Regions from separate parts of the Xenopus tropicalis genome. Here region 2 is linked to region 1. The links are chromatin contacts, called in public Hi-C maps. All regions are on one chromosome and are shown on one strand. Each heading gives the region's core, a stretch centred on a gene start, on an enhancer-like site or on the middle of the called end of the contact. The rest is flanking DNA. Distances are from core to core; before and after follow the strand shown. Region 1 holds the start of ikzf4 (zinc finger protein Eos). Region 2 holds the start of dgka (diacylglycerol kinase alpha).

The links. Hi-C and Micro-C count contacts between places; a contact is called where the count stands out from the background.
Region 2: a Hi-C map of neurula embryo shows a contact between it and region 1, with 1.9 times the contacts expected there. The contact joins the promoter of dgka here to the promoter of ikzf4 in region 1. A contact is called at or near these places in 3 of 5 Hi-C or Micro-C datasets (brain, gastrula embryo and neurula embryo).

The regions. Positions count from the first base shown.
Region 1 is chr2:137,788,915-137,791,533 of UCB_Xtro_10.0, forward strand. ikzf4 (zinc finger protein Eos) reads right to left here and starts at 1,294. Exons shown (of 9, transcript XM_002934532.5): 1 at 1,000-1,294. The coding sequence starts at 1,029.
Region 2 is chr2:137,992,606-137,995,224 of UCB_Xtro_10.0, forward strand. It overlaps dgka (diacylglycerol kinase alpha), which reads right to left and starts at 1,300. Exons shown (of 26, transcript XM_012957812.3): 1 at 1,186-1,300; 2 at 205-258.

The DNA of each region.
Region 1 (2,619 bases), core at 44-2,543:
ATGGGCTGTCATTGGTTATTGGTAGCCCATATGTGGACTGGCAGCCTACAAGAGACTCTGGCAGTACACCTGGTTTTTATGCAACCAAAACTTGCTTCCAAGCAAGGAATTCAGAAATAAGCACCTGCTTTGAGGCCACTGGGAGCAACATATTGCCCCCGAGCCACTGGTTGTGGGATCACCCCAGCCAGTTTAAACAAACCAAGCTAACTTGTGCAAGATTCAACACAAGCACCCTCTCTTATTCATAAAAGGGGATGTACACATTTGTATTATGTTCTAGAAGCAGATGTCCCTATTCTAATCAACTTCTCAATTATTGATTTTGTATGTATTAAAAGTGTTTTTATTCTGGCTATTTTCAACCTGCAACTGAAAATGCTGACTCCCAGCAACCAAAAACAGATCTAAGGGTTCAATGACACTGGTATTTGTACTTTTATTCTCTGTTATTGATCTTAAAGTGTGACTTTCAAACTGCTACCAGTATCAGACATCAGCTGAAATTCCAAACCATAAAGTATTAAGAAGAAATGATATTGATATTTTAAAACAAAACATAATGAATGAAGTGTAATTATGAATCGTCTTGGAATATGGGCTTGCAGGATGTTAAGCAGCTGCTGAAATAATGACTCCCAGTAAAGTCGGTGCCACAGACTTCAGATCGCAGCCCTCTCCCCCTCGCTAGCGGAGTGCACCCATTATCTGACCCACAGGGATGCCCCAGGCTCACAGCAAGTAGGGCGACACGTCACGGACAGAAATGCCATGGATACATATGTGGCAATGACCAACAGCTTGCCTGGCTAAGGATGCTGGGATTTACAGTTAAGACGAAAGAGGAGAGCCGCAACTCACTACTGTAAAGGACTGTACCACTAAAGTGTGTGCCAGGTTCTGCTGTTATTATTCACCTTAGTGTAACCCACCCCTGGGGGCCCTAATGTGGCCCCATTGTTTCTCAGGTGAGCACTCTCACCCCCACACGTATCTCACCTTTTGCGGCTCCTCCACAGGGAGCCTCATCCACGCTGTGCAACCCTGCGCCTCTCCCCCCACCCCGACACTCAGTCCCTTTAGCCCACCGCGGGGCCGCGGAATCCGGCGTAGACTTCACCGGAGCTGAACCGGCCCCGGAGACAACTTCCGGGGCAGCTGCCAAGCGACAGGATAACAATGAGAATGTAGAGCGATGAATGCAGCCAGGAAGTGCAATCGAGCTGCTGGTGAATCGAGTACAGCGGTATCAGGCTCCTTCTCTCAAACTGCCTCAAATCATCTCGTATCCAAATCACTGGTCCTGGAGCCCCACAATGCCCCGCGAAATATGCGCCAAACAATCGCAATGTAGGGGCTCATCATGTTATAATAAGTGTAAGCAGAATAGAGCCATGTAGTAGTACCATGTCTGCTCCGTGAGTACAAGGGACTTGGAAACTTACACTACACTCTTTTTCTTGTACCAATTCCTCTTTTAACTTTAACTAGTTACATTTACTGGGCAGTAACCCGTGGCAACCAATCACATTTTCCATTTCATTGTTCTACTTCCATTTTTAACAAAGCTAAAAACTAGTTGCTATAGGTTACTACCCGTGTGCAATATTGCCCCATACTGGTAAATGTAAAGTGCCAAGCCTAGATCAGATACTATTCTAGTGCTCCTAAGGTGGGCATATCGGGAGAAGACCCGCTTGTTTGGCGACCTCGGATCTTAAGGTGGCCACACACGTGGCAATCTGACGATGTTTTGTACGACCATCAGTCGCATGAAACATCGTCAGATCCGTCACACACCGTCAGGGCTGAAACAGCAGATATGGAGGTAGAAACAATAGGATTTCTACCTCCTTATCTGCTGTTTCAGCCCTGAACGGTGTGTGGCGGATCTGACGATGTTTCGTGCGACCAAAGATCGTCAGATCGCCACGTCTGTGGCCACCTTATGTGGCATAGGATAAGGATGTGGGAAGTGTTTTAGCAGTTGCTTGAGAAAAAAAGGGATGTATCTTGGCAATAATATGAAGGAAAAAACAATGATAATGACCATTACAGCATATACCATAATTTGTAAGATAATATAGAAACATCTAATATAAATTAGTGGCAGGCCACAGAAGACCTCAGTACAGCTTTACCTGTAGAGACCCAAGTAGTCGTGGAATCCAAACATGCCCAACGCAGAGGCTGATTTGTAGCTTAGGAGTAAGTGCTGTTGTTTGTCCAGTGAAAGCATTAATAAATAACACTTTTAAATGAATACATACATTGAGAAATAACATTAAATTAATATCTACATTAGCAAATAATAAAGGTGATATAGTAAAATTCACAGAAAAGTTTTTAGTAAATCCAGACTTGGCCACAAGGTGGCTCACCGTGACCAGGCAGACACTCCTAGGTTATTGTAATTATTGCTTTGTCTGGTCAACCACCAGGCCACCCCTTCCTCTTCTATTGTCACTATCTGCTGATCAGCAAGACATTTATTTCCTTCAAATTGTGTGATTCCCATAGTACACTAGCAACTGGACATTTTTTGTTAAATACGTTAAGGAACTGAATTGTTGCCACAGTCATCGTTAATAATTTTTTTTATGTCACTAACTAGTTACA
Region 2 (2,619 bases), core at 50-2,549, 200 kb after region 1:
GGGCAAACAGAAGGCACCACAAGACAGTCACACGCAGTAGTACAGCAGGATGCGCCTGGCAGCCGCACGGTCTGGCACACACACACACACAAGAGATGATTTACCGTCCCATAAGCACCAAGAGAACTGGCCAAATGGGCACCGAGCCCCCACCCACCCCCAATGACAGAGCGGCTAGACCTGCGCACATACCGTACCCCTTACCTGTTCCACAAGCTCCGGCACGGACACTTCTCAGCCCTCTCTGCCGTCCGTCTTCTGCAGACAGGATGTGACAACAAAAGAAAAGAAAGTTAAAAAGCCTGAGAGGAGAAACTGCTGAGTGGGCGGCGGAGGAGAAGAAGAAGAAAGTAGAGAAATAATGCGTTGGCCCGAGCCAGGAAGTGGAAGTTTTAGCCCCGCGTTAGTGACATTGCTGCGCGGCTGCCCGGCTGCTAGGACTCCGCTAATCACACCCTCTGGGCAAGCCTCTCCCCCGCATTCCCTGACAGCAGGGGCTCGCCGCTGGGATGCCTAGGGAATCCCGTCCTACCTTTCGTGTCTGATCTTTGTACTCACAGGAAGGAGGCAGCCGCTCCCCGCTCCATTCACTCGCTCCTACAGCCTATTATATGGCGGCTCCAGCCCTGCTCTCTCCTTGCCTGGTAACTGCTGCCCACTCACTGCCAGGGGAGGGAGGGAGATTCCTCTACCAGGCGGGTAGCACCCACAGGGCGCCAACAACTACCAAGTATCTTTGGGGCAAATGACTGCACAGATGGCGCCAAGCAGATGATAGAAAAGCAGCCAGTACAGTATTGGATTTGTTTTCTTACCTAAGTAAAAGTTCTTGCATGTCTCAAGCGGGGCCCTCCAGCTGGAGGCATGGCGCCAAATGTGGCCCTACAGAAGACATTTTTGCCACCCTCCCACAATACTCAGGAATTCCACTAGCCTCTTTGGGGTGATATCATTTCATTACAGTCTAGCCCCAAACACGTAGTGGATGAAATGCTGCCTTCAACAATTAGATGGGATGCAGGCTGTCAGGGCAAGGGCTGTATCACTTAGCTAGCCCACTTGGCACCTGGACCCACTAAGTAGGGTCCCACTAAAAAAATGCTCTCATGGTCACATCCCTGAACTGGGTGTTTTTCAAGACAGCTGGGTCACTGGAGGTTTTGACCAAACTAGCTAATAAATCACCTGAAAGGGCTGGTTCTTGCTGGTAGATATGTGAATCCCTCCCTTCCCTGAATTGTTCTGCTGCCTGATCATCTCTTTTAACTGCTTAGTTTCTGCTCTCCATGACAGACCCTCCTCTGCCCTCACCCCTGCCTACATGTTTTGCCACCCCATGAAGCCATCACACTGCCCTCAGTGACATCACCGCCTTAACCCCCACCCACAGGCTGGTATTATATTGTAAAAAAAAGGTAGTAACCCTTCCCTCATACTACCCCCACACTTGCCTTTCTTGAGCTACTACAGTGGCAAGGAGAGGTCACATCACTAATGCAGAGAAGGCAATTAGGCTGCTGTAGAAGACTTGAATTTCCAGTTTAAAGAAGCAATCATATAAAACTTAAGAATGCACCAGTGAATTATACTCCTCTAGATATAGGATTGTGCTTAAAAAAGTTTCAGACTGATTTATTGAGAAATTCGCCCAAAACCCCACTAGCCCCGCCCATCTGTTCCACTTCCTGCTGGCTGAATTCTCTGGATGTGCAGGGGAGCAGGGCTCTCAATACACTGCACTGTAGGATAGGAACCAATTAGCAGCTAGGCTGACCTGATAGAGAACTGAAGCCTGTCTTTGCTTGTGTGAGTGCAGGGCTGTGATTGGCTATCCCCCTCTTACTATGTTTCTGGCAGGGACACGCCCACCCTTCATTTGAAACAGGGACGGATACCTGAGAGGATCTATAGCAGGGGTAGGGAACCTATGGCTTGGGAGCCAGATGTGGCTCTTTGATGGCTGCATCTGGCTCGCTGCCAAATCTTTAATAAAAAATTAACGGGGGCGTGGCCGGCGCACGGCGGATAGAAGACGTGTTCTAAGCCTTAGAACACGTCTTCTATCCGCCGAGCGCAGGCCATGCCTTCCTCTGCATCGCATCCGGCATCCTTGGCACCCACCCTACCTTGCCCCACAGCATCCGCAGCCAAACATATTGTATGGCTCTCACAGAATTACATTTTAAAATATGTGGTGTTTATGGCTCTCTCAGCCAAAAAGGTTCCCGACCCCTGATCTATAGCTATATATATCTATCTATAGCTCCAATAAAGGGGTAATTTTTGCAGACAGTATTCAATTTTAGCCCAAAGTAAAACCAGCACCATGTATTATTCGTAATTGCCTACAAAATTTGTTTTTTTCCCATTTATCCAATATGTCTCCTTTAAACCCCAGAATTTTGGGACTTAAATGCGGGTAGATATCATTATAGTTACCAAAGAGAAAGAGAGAGTATGTTATCTATTTCAGAATTATTATAAATTTGGCTCACACAGGGTTTTTTACACCCAAATTAACTAGATGCACAGAAAGAGTATTTTGTGTTTATGCGTTAAAATTGAACTTTTATTGATAAATTAAAATTAAATTAAAATAATTGAATACCACATCATAAA